Linked DNA regions of Mus musculus: regions 1 and 3 are each linked to region 2. Evidence: chromatin contacts called from public HiChIP or PLAC-seq data. All regions are on one chromosome and are shown on one strand. Each heading gives the region's core, a stretch centred on a gene start, on an enhancer-like site or on the middle of the called end of the contact. The rest is flanking DNA. Distances are from core to core; before and after follow the strand shown. Region 1 overlaps Gm31431 (a long non-coding RNA gene). Region 2 has its middle 8.7 kb from the start of Mir125b-2. Region 3 has its middle 12 kb from the start of Gm31431.

Region 1 (4,841 bases), core at 2,115-4,614, 420 kb before region 2:
ACAATCTCATGAACACAGACAAAATGGTAAAAATGCAGCCGTGTGGGCAATCAATAATGTTAATGTTTTCCAACGTTTGTTAGTTACAAGTATTCCTGGGATCTCAGTGGCTTATGTGTCTGCATTTGTGTATATATATGTGTGTGTATTTCTGTTTATGCTTTCAAAAGTATTTATTTTACTTTTAATTATATGTGTGCAGGTGTGCAGATATTTGCACATGAATGAGGATATAGGCAGAGGCCAGAAGCCTAAATCTACCTGGGTTTGGAATTACAGGTTGTCCTTAACTCCCCATGTGGGTACTAGGATTCAAACTTGGGTCCTCTGCCACAGCAATGTGAGTTCTTAACTACTGAGTCCTTTCTCCAGCCTGCAGGGATGAAGGTCAGCTTCCCCTTGAGCTCATGATTCCCTTGCCGTTTCCTCATCAGCACATCTTACCAAGCGCGGTGCATGTTTTATGCTGGGTTTTGTTCCGTTCCCTTGGCCTGCAGCTGAGCCCATGTGCTCTGGCTATCATTGCAGTAGGCTGGTGGCTGCTTGACTCCCCATGACTTGGGTGTAAGGATTCTTTGTCTTTTGGAATCTAAACGGATGGAATACCTATCAGCCAGGATATGCTGTTAGAATATAGGGAGAAAAAAATGGGCAAAAGAACCAGGGCAAAACCAAAGCGAGTTTCAGAGGTCTGACTGGGGATCTAGGCTAAGTCCTGCTTTGCTGGACATGATTGGCTAAGTCAAACAGTCCAGTGTAGGTGGACTTTTGGCTACTTTGTGGGTTCTTTTTTTTTCATTGTTCTCTCTTCTTCCAACCTTTCAACACCTAAGACTAGGTAGGAGAGAAAAGTGGATACAAGGGAAAGGGTGACAAAATCATTGCACTGCCTGCTGATTAGGGGCATCAAGTTCCTTGGGGCAAGTTTGATCTTCACCATCAGGATATCTAATTTCTTCTTTTCATCTCTTTGTACTTAACTACTTGTCAAATTGGAACAACCTACAATCAACCATCAACCAACCAACCAGCCCCTTCCACTGGGGCCCTAGTGTTTATATATTCTTTAAAAAGTGCCCATCCTCCTGTGCAGCAGAACACCAAAATTTGTAATTAATCTCTAATTAAAACTTACTACCTTGGCAATATCTCCATAGCCCTCTGTCCTTGACAGTTTGTGATAACCACTGATAAACTTTCAACCTCATGAAATAAGATGTGAAAACAGATATATTTTTGTTTTCCGTGTATTTCTGTGTGCATGTGTGAACATGTGTCAGATGTGGGTAGTGCCCACAGGGGTCCAAAGAGGACTGTTCTGTCCCCTGGGGCTTCATTATTGTCAGTTGTATGCTGCCCCTGTGGGTGCTGGGAACAGAACTCAGGTCCTCTAGAAGAGCTCCTAACCACTGAGCCTCCTTTTCAGTCCCAACATCATGATACATCTATATAAAGATTCTCTCTATGGGCTCCAATTTTGAAAACAGGTTAAGTGTCTCCATTTAGTATGAGAGAAGAGGAAAATGTCTAATTTTTTTGGTTTATCAGTGGAAATCTCACAAAAATAACTGCTGAAAGAAGAAACTTAGGAAAAATTTCAGTTCTCTTTGCGTTGGCTGCTTTTGTATTCTAGTGAGCAGGTCACTCTGTGAGGTGATGCTAGCGGCTTGTTATTTATTGTGTTCTTTCTATTTGATCCTCACAAATGGTTTCTTTAAGCATTTACTGCACAGGGTTGGTAAAGCTGGAGTAGAGATGCAGGAGAGAAGTTAAAGGTGCTGGTATCCCTGAGACAGCTGTCCCTGTTGGCCTTTGGGGCACCTTTGAGTATTTACTGGGGTCTAGAAGAACCTCGTCTGGTTGGAAATATAAAGCAGCAAGCTTCCCTCTGAGAAGTAAATCCATACATCTTCTTGACTGCCAGCATTTAGAAACAGCCACACTGAGACCACGGTGACCTGGTCTCAGCTTTTGGGAGTTTACAATTTCTATCAAAACAATGTTCATTTTAACACTCCCTGCAAAATGGTTGTGCTATCATATTTTCATGGGGGGGGGAACATCTGTTGGAGCCAGTTTTAACACATTATCTATAATTAAGGACACAAAAGATTTATTCAAGGTCTTTTATAGAGGGTTCAGTATGCTGCACATACCTGCTTCTCTTTTTAACACAAGAAAGGGTAATTTATAGCTTGGAAACCTGGGACTGAAGGTTATAGCATCCAGTTACCAGGAGGGGTAGAGCCCTAAGTTCATATGTAGAGAAAGGGTAAACAATCTAGAGTTTTCAGTCCAAGCAGAACAAAGCAAGCTTTGAGACTCGTGAGTCAAGGCAGACATTTAGAACTATGATGTCTTCGAGAAAAGACAGGAAGAATGCAATTGAATTCCTCTACGGTTTGGATTTTAATGCAACCAAATTCCAAACCAATTATCTCTTGTTCAAACCAATCAGCTGGTAGGTGTGCAGGGCCTTGATGGAATTTGTAAAGCCTGGTCCAAAATGAAACCATGAGGCCCCCTTGTTCCAAAACCAGGAGGAATATTCTGTGAACAGTGCTAACATAGAAAAGAAACCCAATGCTTTTCTGTTTTCCATTAACTTATCATAGTCTATCTATTTATTATAATCTTACATAGAAATAGTAAAGTTTTAAAACATTAGTATGAATTTTAGAAGTCATTTTTATTTCACACTATGACCCTATTATTCCAAACTCATTATAACTTAATCCTTATGTAAGATCACTAAATTTCGAGAGTTTGTGCGTTGAAGCTCATACATGCTTATGTGTCTTGTTCAGAGCAATGAAGGGGAGCCTTCCTCCAAACGACATAACCCTTTTAAAATTGTGATGTGCTGTTTCCAGCTGACTGGTTAGTCAGGTGCCCCTGGAAGGAGAAATACTTTGCAGTTTCTTTGTTTTTTCTTTCCTTCCATGCTTCCTAACCACGGTGGCTAACATGGAAAAGTGACTTATGTGACTGAGGAGTGGTCACAGGCTTGTCGCCCCATTTCTGATCCTGAGAACACCATCGACTCCTTTCTGTTTGGGAGACAAGTTCTGATTCAAATGGAGACTGAGGGGCCCTCAGCCCTGAGCTTTCCCTCTTAGTTGTAACACCAATACGCCATCTTGTAGAAAGAAACACAATCTAAACCGTGCTTAGCTAAGCAATGACTTTTATTACTGTGTTTGTTCATAGACTTCATTCACCTTGACTGACTATGTCAGCTGATACTTCTCATCGAGAACTTGTTCACACCATCCGTTTTTCCTCCGTTTAGCACTACGTGTCTGGTTTAGAATGCTGCTGATTCTCATTCTGGCTCACTATTGGTCAAAAAAAAAAAGCCTATCCAATGAGAGCAGACAATACTGGGGGGGGGCAGCTTGCAAACACGTGACACTTTCTGCCGCCCCCCCCCCATACCCCAACCTTCTTGTTTCTCCTCTTTTGTCTGAGCATCTTTCTCCTTAGCTGTACTTAGGATTTTCCAACCTAATTTAAGGATACTGGCACACCCTAGAGTGTGGGGGACACTTTAGCAATGAGGCTACATAGGTTAGGGTAAAGCTTCATTTTCTCAATATTTTCATTATTTTAAGATTTTAATTTTTCCCATGCCAAAGATTGAACCAAGGACATCATGCACATTAGGCCAATTCTCAACATTGATCTACATTGCCAGCCACCAAGGTTTTTTTTTTTTCTTTTCTTTTCTTGTTTTCAGTTGACTTGCTGTGGTAGACTGAAGGATGGTTTATTTAGTAATTCTTGGAATCTGAGGCAAAGCAGGTCTGGTTCTCACCGTTTACTGCCTCAGCTGACGAGCTCAAAGGAGCTTGCCTGGAATGAAAAAAAATTAGTTTGCAAAGAATTACTTGGGAGCATGAGCCTAATTAAATATTAAAACACAACAATTTAGTTAACAGTTATTAAAGGATCAATTTGTGTTGTGATCCAATTGAGTGTTAAAGAGATGAAATGTATATTAGAAGTAAGTCTGAGTACGTAGAAAACATTACCAAGGATGAGGGGAAGATTAAAGATCAGCAGGAGGAAAAGAAAAGAAAAGAAAAAAAAAAGGTTTTGCCCTGTAATTCTGTATCAACCTCGTGAAGTTGCTGAAGTTTTATAATAGCTGCTAACCTCATAAAATCAATCTAGTGCATTCTTTCCTGGTTACACAGGACAGACACTGCATGGGAGCGTTTTCAAGATGAGCCATGGTGCTTCTCTTTTACTGCAATTTGAATTCACGGTTTCACTTGTCTTTCCAGCTTGTAGATGGCAGATAGTGGGACCCTAAGCCTCTAACTGCAGAGGTAAGTTCTGATGAAACGTGTCTATGAGCACGTCCTACTGATTCCACTTCTCTGGATAACTGACTAAACAGATATTATTAAATACTCACAAAATTAATCGTGATGGAAATAAAAGTATCATTTTGATAATGGATCGTCCCCATAGATAGACCTGGGTTCTCGTGGTATTCTTTTATGCCTACCTGCCTGTTCTTATCCCAGAATCACCACTGGGTGCCCAAACCTCATAGGTATATCCTTGTACAATCTCAATTTAAAACACTAAAAGGTTTTACAATCCTGAATTCTACTAGATGAGTTTTGCCTCATTTGTTTTCTCATAAATAGCACTTAATGCCCTTCCCAATGGCATTGTTTGGTCAGTGGAAATATTTGCACACTCAAGAACATTTTCTTTGAAGGAGCAGAGTCCTGGAACATCTGCAATGTGTTTTGAATTGATTAGTGCTAACGTGATCAGCATTAACCTCTGTCTGAGGCTACTAAAGTTCTCTCATTTGAAGTAAA
Region 2 (4,370 bases), core at 1,811-4,310:
TTTAACTAATTCTACTATAGGAAAGAGCCGCTTTCTGTCTGGCAGTACCTATGCCTTGACGAAACAGGGGAGTGGGGGTGACATGGTAATTAAAAAGCTTCTCTAAATCCTGGGGGACCAAGATGCAGTGCCAGCTCAGGAGCTCATAATGTTCACTGTCTTAGAAAAGTCATGGAACTTAAGAACTTCAACTTTCTAATCTTGAAAATTAAGAGGGAGAGCCAGATTACCGCCAAGACCTAACTCTGCTGGAAATAACTGTGCTGCTTGGGTGGAAATGAAACTGAGATGAGACCTGTGCTGGTCAATATAACCTAGTATTGTTTTGTGAGCTTCTGTGGCTGCACCATTTTCAGTGTCATAATGGCTTTCTGGTTGCTCTTGTGACAAGAATGCTAGAGAGACTTTCTTCTGATATCCTCCATAGCTGATCTGAGGACCTAACCCCAAAGCTGGATTATGACGTCAGCTGCAGAAGATGGCCACATCAAAACTCTGTACCAAACCTTTTTTTTTTTTTTTTTTTTTTTTTTGCGTGGGCTGCCTATTCACAGCCTATTCACATGGTTTGAAACAGTATCTGAGATATAACCTTTTAGATTTATAACTGGAGAGGTATTGTTTTCTAATACGGAAGTAACTGTGTGTGGTATCACAGTACATATGCAGAAGAGCATAACTGGAAAACGCCCCAATAAGCTTACCTTAAATGAATCCTACATGCTCTTCTTAATACAGAATTATGTTTTCCTTTCTCTATGCTTAACGATAGATATTTTCTCATCGAAACACTTCTAGATGTATACCTAATTGGAAGCAAGTTCAAGACTACTTTCAAATTCTATTACTTTTTCCCCTCTGGATTGAAGAAGCTTGTATTCAAGAACAGTGAAAAAAACAAAACAAAACAAAACAAAACAAAACAAAACAAAAAAAAATGATTCATGGCATTGTGAGCATCATTTAAATATGTGTGAACAGGGGAGGGTCAAGTGTGGCTGTGCTCTTAGGCATTCATCCCATCGCATCCAATCAGCTGTATTGATTTTGTTGAGGGTTAGCGGGGCATACCTTCATTGATCAAGAAAAGAACCTGACACAGCGAAGTGTCTGCTGTTTCAAGATAAATCAATCCTACCTTTGTTTCCTCCTCTTGGCTACATTATGGATACTTAGAATAAGTTTTTAATTTTCTTTCTTTGTCTCCCTGTCTCTGACTCTGTCTGTCTGTTGCTGTCTCTGTCTCTCTCTTTCTGTTACATATACACAGTGGGGGTATGACCATAAAAGAAAAAATAGATAAAGTGTTATTTACTATATATATTTTCCAGGAAAATATGATGCATTTCTGTTTCTTCACCACACACAGCTGCTATGAACGCTATGTGACTTTTGATCAGGGACTTGGACCCATTTTCAAGTTCATTGAAAATCTTAGCCCTTCCTCAAGATTTTATAAAGAACTACACACACACACACACACACACACACACACACATACACACACACATGTACACACATACACACACAAACACACACATACATGTACACACACACACACAAACACACAAATTGGTTGAACTGAAAAGATGGATCAAAGGATAAAAACGCTTGTTACCAACCAGAATGACTTGAGCATTATTCTTGCGACCCATCGGGCTGAAGGAGAAGAGCTAGTTCCCTAACTTGTCAGGTGACTACCACATGTGACCGTTGTCATCTGACTACCACATGTATACTGTGACCTTTCTAGATACCCTACCACACACACAGAGGCATTCAATGAGTATAATAAAAATTGTTTTTTTAAGAATGTTGGATTAATCCTAAAAGTTGGTGCCACCTGGGAAGTTAAAATTAAAAATGCCACTGTGGTTTTTTTTTCTCCATATATCTGATTAAGTTATAAACAAGTCGTTGGTTCTGACAAGTTGTTTTTAAATTAAATGGATTGACTCAACTACATTGGAAAAAAATCTACAAGCAAACATCTACTCATAATATATTAGCTGCTTCAGCAAGGTATGTTTGCATGAATTATCTGCATTTTGCTTTTTGGCAAACCTAAATTTTAAGCCAACTGTGATGTGGCCCAGGCCTATTAGCCCAACTATTTTGTAGACTGAGCAGACATTTAAAAGGCCAACCTGAGCTACAAAGGGAATTCTGGGCCAACCTAAACAACTTAGCAAGACCCTGTGTGAAGAGAAATACAGAGAAAGAATTGAGAAAATAACATAATTTGCCAACCACACCCCTATAAACACTGTAAACTTTCCTGAGATGACAAAGAGTATTCACAAATTCAAAACTCTCATAGAAATACTTGATTATACTTTCTTAGAAATCACTTCTTTCCTTCCTTCTTTCTTCTTTTTTCTTCCTTCCTGTCTTTCTTCCTTTCTTTCTTCCTTCCTTCCTTTCTTTCTTTCTTCCTTTCTTTCTTTCTTTCTTTCTTTCTTTCTTTCTTTCTTTCTTTCTTTCCCTCTTTCTTTCTTTCTTTCCCTCTTTCTCTTTCTTTCTTTCTTTCTTTCTTTCTTTCTTTCTTTCTTTCTTTCTTGTCGATGTGCAATGAGCTCATAAGAAGTGAATATCTTAATTAGAAATTAGATTCAGATCCCATGCTACTGTAGAACTTGAGTTAAAGAGAAAGCATATTCCTATTCCCCCCCATGCCTGACAAAGACACATTTAAAGTACATATTAAACAAAGGAAACTGCTTTTCATCACTAAACGCTGTATGCAGTACCACAGAAAATGTAATGCTCCTTTTAAATGCTAGACCTTTAAAACATTCGGTGGGTGACAGCATTAGAAAAAAAAGATACAGTTTCTCCAGTAAAGAATTCAAGCTGAATATGCAGCATTTCTAAGGAGCATTGAATAAGTCTATTTGTCCAGCTTTACTTTGCAAAGGCTGCGGAGAAAACAGCACCATAAACAGTTTCAGTCCCCACACAAGGGCTAAACAAAGAGTCCTCTTTCTAGCCATCTAATCGGGTAATGTATTTTTTCAACCATCACATAAATCGAAACACAGCTGTAACCAATGACTTGCAGATCCAGTTCCCAGCCAGCTGGAATCATTTCTGCTGAAGCAGCAAGATTTTTACATTGTTCACGTCTGTACATCTGGAGAAATCATTGAGGTTCAAAGGTGACCAGAAAAGCTCTTTAAATAAATTCAGCCAACGGGGAGGATTTGCTGAAGGATCTACAAATTCTACATTCGCTTCTACAGAGTGTTTGGGTCATGAAATTAATGCTTATAAAGGCTATTGTCATCTTTGTCAATATAGACCTTAAGAGTCTCTAATTGGATTAAGCAGTTAAACATCCATTTCTTTCAAGCGACTTGCTTAGCTTTTCTCAAAACTTTTTACTTCCTGTGACATACTGCTATTTGAAGAGTTATATTAAAATACCAAGTTAAGTGCAGAAGCATCGCCAATAAATCCTGCAAAGAAACCAGACACAATACCAGAAACTGTCCTACTAATATCTCAAGGCTAATTGTGTTTAACTATCAGTCTCTGTTTAGGTAAAACAAATGAGAAATTCTATATGAAATAAAATAGGGATGGACTATCTCCATCAAACTAGGCAGGTAAATCCCTGCAGGAGCCAGAGTCCAGGAAGAAACAAATAGTGGATTACAAGTGTTCCACATGGGCTCTTGGAAGGAAGCAACTCTGGCACAAAGAGAAACTCAAAAACAAGAGCCATTGGTGTTTTATCTTAGAAGTGCATAACTGCACACAGCTAGCACTTGCTTCCTAAAACACACACACACAAAACAAACACACACACACACACACACACACACACACACACACACCAGTCAGTCCTTTGAAGAAAGAGCCTGCCACAAAGACTGGATAAATGTAAAAGCCAATTAAATCCCAGAAGAGAAAATATATCCATGTTAAAATTATGATCAGAAGATCAATTTCATGACCAATTTTCCTCACAGGAATGCACGCATCATGTGGGCCTGCAGACATATAGCTCAGTGATATGGTTTCTGGTTAGCAGTCATGGGGTCCTCAGTTATAGATCCAATATCCCAAAACACAACAACAAAAAACCAAGCATTTATGCAACTTGGAAAAATAAAAGTGTGTTCCTCACAGAATTCTCAAGCTTGTTTCTATTGTACTAAAAAATATACAAAGAAATCACAAATATATGTCACTTTCTCCTTTGGATAAAATATGTATCCAAGTTACTTTCATTGTTTAACTATCTTACTGAATAGTGTGTCCATTTTCATTTATTCTGATCAAGTTAGTAACTTTTTTCTTTACATTTTATTGGATATTTTCTTTATTTACATTTCAAATGTTATCCCCCTTCCCCCTGCTTCTAT
Region 3 (4,552 bases), core at 1,339-3,838, 470 kb before region 2:
AGGGTGTTGCATGGTTACTGTTGGTTGGGATTGGCTAGGTTTACAGTGAGAATCACCCACCCACACCCACACCCACACACACAAAGCACAAAAGTGTAAAAAATATTCAGTTTGTACAAGAAAGGAACAGGAGTGCATGGAAAGTGTTTGACAGAGATTATAACTGCTGTATGGGTTAGTGACAAGAAAGAAAAGTCAAATGGTTTGCATGGACAATGGTAGGACATTAGAAAAGTAGACAGAATAATAAATAATAATGATGGTTATAATTAATAATAATAGTAATAACAATAACAGAAGAAAAGAGGAAGAGAAAAAATAAATCAGAATAGGACAAAACAAACAAGCAAACAAAAGAAAAAAAGCCAAAGAAAAATAGTAAGAAGCACATGTATACATAGAAATACAGCCATTCATACCCATAGCAATCCTATAAAAACACAAAACCAGAAACCATAATATATACACAAAGGAAAATGATATGTGTGATATCTACTTTTGGTTGTCAATTTGACTACACATAGAAGCTAAGAGGCTAGGTACACCCATAAGGGATTTTCCTTAATTGAAAGTGTTTGACCTGGGAAGATTTACAGTTACTCTGGATCTTCCGAGATGGGGCCATTCTTGTTCTGGCAGTTTATGTAAAGGACACCGAAGAGGGAAGCTGGCTTTCTCTTTGCCTGCTTGTTCTCATTCTGGCTGACAAATCAATTTCTTCACTGTCATTAGAGCCCATGTCTTCAGGATTCCCGCAAATACTCAAGACCAACTGAGACACGCAGACTCATGACAGAGAGAAGGACAGTGTGTAGTTTCGGGTGGATGGGAAAAGGGGGGAGGATCTGGTAGGAACTGGGGGAGGCGGAAAAATCATATGATTTTCTTCTCATATAAAAATCTATTTCCAATAAAAAGATTCAAAAAATGTAGATATAACTTGGAATTAAGTAGTTTGTAGTTCTTTAAAACATTAGTCTGGTATTATCTGAATTACCCCCCCCCCCCTTTTACTTCAGTCAGTAGTTTAGCTCTGTTTTTTGTTTTTTTTTTTAATAGGAAAAATATACTAAAACCTAGAAAGTTTCAAATGCAAACTTGAGGGGCTGCAGAGATGTCCCAAAGGCTAGGAGCACTTGCTGTTCTTGCACCACTGTGGGTGGCTCACATCTTTGTCTTCCATTCCAAGGACTCCAATGTCCTCTTCTGGGCTCCACCTTCACACAGTTGTGTATACACATACAAAACAAACAGACAAAATAAAACAAATCTTCAAATGTGAATTTGAAATGTTTCCTTTATTTCTTTGAATATCATTTCTGCTGGAGTTTTTTTTTTTAATTTTAAAAGTATGGTTTATCTAATTATTTTAACCCAGGTCACATATTTGCATTATTACAGTGTGGTACTGCTTATCTTTTTCAGTACCATTCTGATCACAGTTTATAGCATTAGGGTTTTCAGAGGGAGCTGCCCAACAGTGGAGACTGGTTACACAGTCTTCCATGTCTAATATCCATTTCCTTGCTTGTAGCCCACCTGACATAGTTTGATTCAAGAATGATTTCAACAGCTAAGAGATTAGAATAGTGGGAACTTGAGACCCTTAAAAATTGAATCAGTTTGAGTTTAATTTTACAAGTTTGATTTTTGCATGAAGTGTTTAAACCTTCCTTTGATGAAGTTCTTCATTAGAAATTTCTAGGCCTGCATTGATGAGCCTAAGTAGATTTAGAACCTTTTCTAATGGCAGCAATTTGGGTTATTTTCACTGAAGTGACACTACATCATTGTTACCTTTGTGGGTATTTTTATTAACTTTTGCCAGGTACCAAAAGATACATCCCCTTCAATAATTGTGATAATGTATTCGAACTACGCAGGTGACTTTCCCTCTCTAATCCTCCCTCTAATTCAGAGGATTTAAATCTCTTTTGTTAAGTTATTATTGGGAGAAATAACTCCTGCATTCTTTGTGAACCTACTTATAGAAAAAAGGAGATTTTATTTCTCCTTTTAATTAAAAAGAAATACAACTGGTCTTTCAGAATGAACCCGAACCTAATTTAATGTTATAATAAAGAGGAGGTGCCGTGGAGAGAGATTTTGATGTTCCTAAATTTATACTGAGATACAAAAAGCAAATCCGATCTGTCCTGAGCCTGCATTTAATGAAATGTTGTGAGGGCAAGAGAGAGTAGAGAATCTGAACAAAGAGAATACATGTCGGGTGGAGTAGTTTCTTTAGAATGACGAGTTTGTTGGCTCAGCTAGCAGGAGGGGTCAAGCCGTAAACTGAAATAAAGGGACATTATAACTGGTAAGAAGCACAGCTTATACAAGGGTGCACTTTTAAGTTTGGGAGAAATAGTTGTTGCTCTGGCTGGAAAGTTTCTGTTCCCTTCTTTTTTACTAAACCAGGGAAACTGTATTGACATGCACCCAGATGGACGCTTTGCAGCCTTTCAAAGTGACTCTCCCTAACACTGCAAATTCTTGGCCACTTTCCAGTCTAAGGAGAGGTTAGCCAAAGACTAAAGATTTACTCGGACCACCCAAACGATGAGACTCCACCTTTCTTCTGGATCTCAGCCACCCGGGTACAAATAGAGAAAACTCAGGGGGCCAGGGGTAGGGGTGGGGACGACGGACGATGTGGAAGACAGATGGCAGGGAGAAAGAAGAAAGAGACAGAAAAGAAAACGCAACTTTTAATCAGAGGAAATTAAATTCTCCTTGCTTTCTTTCTGTTGCCCTGGAGTATTAAAGATACAAACCAGCTACATCAATCACTCCTCAACATAGACCTTTTTGTTTGCTGCTCTGAGCCAGAAGCACACATTGTGATTTTTTTTCTGTACACTGCAATGGTCATTATTGTGTGTGTGTGTGTGTGTTTTTTTTTTTTTTTTCTTAAATTTCAGACGAAAGCCTTTACATCCTAGCTCTGATTCTGGACAGTGACATTTTGCGTGGTGGGGAATGATAAAAATCTGTTCTTTGGCATCTTAAAGTTTTATGGAAGATTCTCACTTATTTTATTAGAGCTTTCGTGTTTGGAGACGTTTGGAGCTTGAGTTGAGTTCTAACTGTTCTGAGAGGTTTACAGACTTCCTCGGGCATTTCTGACCAGGATTCATGGACACTGTGATTTCTGCTATCAGTAAATATTTTTTAAATCATTGTTTTTATTGTATAGATTTACAGGGTAGAGTGCAACAATTTGATAGATGCATATGTTATATAATGATCAAATCGATGGTTAATCTTTCCATCTCTTTAAGCATTAATAAATTGAGAAAGAACATGTAGTAGTTGTCCATTCTCTATTGTTCCTGTTCAGGGTGTATGACCCTGAGGTAGGAGACTGTAGCACAGTCCAGCTCTGGTGGCACATCTCCTTATTTTCCACCTCTTGGAGGGGCAACATCAGCACTTTGTCTCCTGAGGGTAATTTGGGGCTTAGGTACTTTAGGGTCAAAAGAAATATTAAGAAAGCAGGCTTAAGCCAGAATTTGGCTTAACTGATTCAAGGCTAGTCTGACCTTCAAGTGACCTGCCAGGGGAAAGCATGGATCTACCATCTCATGTGTAAACATGATAGGTTCTGCAGATGCTTAGAACTATGGGATGAATGACCCATGTAGGGATGCTCCAAAGTTTTATCAGCCTGTCAATCAATCAGGATAAGGATCTATCCTCTTTCTTACCCTGTGGAGGGGCTGCTCTAGCTCTAACTCATACAAAGAGCTTGGAAAAGAACTCTCAGATCTAAACTTGAGTTGGCTGAGTCTGTGGACTGCAGCCCCTTTTACTCCGTCTGTCCACAGATCTATACTTTTATTATTGATCCTTGGGTATCTATTCCAATTCATTGAGACAAGGAACCTGATATGACACAATGGGACTCTCCAAGATCCTCCCGGACAACAGATCACTCCTCCAACGTTTCTTTCAAAGTTAGATGAGGATGGATCAGAGATGAGGAATAGTCCCAAGTTTTGTGTAGCAACTCAGCATCCTTTTTTTATCATCAGCTATGAAGTACAGAATGTGTATTGTTTTGCTTCATAGCATCAGACTATTCCAGAAGATCAAGGAAGATCAGCATCCGTAAGAGATAAAAGGAAGCAATTGAGTAAGAGACAATGTGAAGAAAGGATGTGAGACTTCGGAATGAAAGGAAGGCTGGGAGGACAGATGCCAGGGTGAAGACTTGGGAGAGTGAACCGGACTCATTGAGCTATTGAAGGCCTCTGCTCTCCAGTGTTGCATGGTAGAGGAATGGTGGCAGGTGGCAAGAGTAATGCAAGCAGGAAGAAGCTGACCATAGTGATGTGTACTGCACATGGGTCTCCTGCAGTTCTTATGCGTGCCTGGGCTGGGCTGCCATGTGTGTAGGAATGGGCTTATTCAGTCCTTGTGACTATTGCTTACTTCATATAAACATTCTCTTAGTGGTTTAGAAATTTCTGGAAGCAATTATGTTTCTTAGAAGTAACTCTGTGCTTTCCAGTCAAGATGCTATAAAAAAAAATGTTGCCATGCTTAA

The links. HiChIP or PLAC-seq counts read pairs in DNA pulled down with a chosen protein or histone mark.
Region 1: an H3K4me3 HiChIP or PLAC-seq map of embryonic basal ganglia shows a contact between it and region 2, with 3 times the contacts expected there. The contact joins two enhancer-like sites. A contact is called at or near these places in 5 of 39 promoter capture datasets (the C10 cell line, the HPC-7 cell line, cranial neural crest and 2 more), 3 of 484 Hi-C or Micro-C datasets (all in uterus) and 7 of 115 datasets of contacts at active chromatin or transcription factors (craniofacial prominence, embryonic basal ganglia, embryonic forebrain and 4 more).
Region 3: a contact with region 2 is called in an H3K4me3 HiChIP or PLAC-seq map of embryonic basal ganglia, with 5 times the contacts expected there. The contact joins two enhancer-like sites. A contact is called at or near these places in 3 of 39 promoter capture datasets (cranial neural crest, hippocampal neurons and maxillary cranial neural crest), 2 of 484 Hi-C or Micro-C datasets (cerebral cortex and forebrain) and 7 of 115 datasets of contacts at active chromatin or transcription factors (embryonic basal ganglia, embryonic forebrain, embryonic hindbrain and 4 more).

What each region holds. Positions count from the first base shown.
Region 1 is chr16:78,055,139-78,059,979 of GRCm38.p6, reverse strand. All of the region lies in intron 2 of Gm31431 (a long non-coding RNA gene), which reads left to right. Among named protein-coding and RNA genes, the nearest start is that of Gm31431, 32 kb to the left of the region's middle. Within about 2 kb of position 3,364, at least 9 of the 459 cell types and tissues checked have an H3K27ac peak or open chromatin away from gene starts, as enhancers often do.
Region 2 is chr16:77,635,366-77,639,735 of GRCm38.p6, reverse strand. No RefSeq gene overlaps it. Among named protein-coding and RNA genes, the nearest start is that of Mir125b-2, 8.7 kb to the left of the region's middle. Within about 2 kb of position 3,060, at least 45 of the 459 cell types and tissues checked have an H3K27ac peak or open chromatin away from gene starts, as enhancers often do. A contact at or near this core is called in embryonic basal ganglia and stem cell-derived neural progenitor cells, where this site is marked.
Region 3 is chr16:78,099,882-78,104,433 of GRCm38.p6, reverse strand. No RefSeq gene overlaps it. Among named protein-coding and RNA genes, the nearest start is that of Gm31431, 12 kb to the right of the region's middle. Within about 2 kb of position 2,588, at least 42 of the 459 cell types and tissues checked have an H3K27ac peak or open chromatin away from gene starts, as enhancers often do. A contact at or near this core is called in embryonic basal ganglia and stem cell-derived neural progenitor cells, where this site is marked.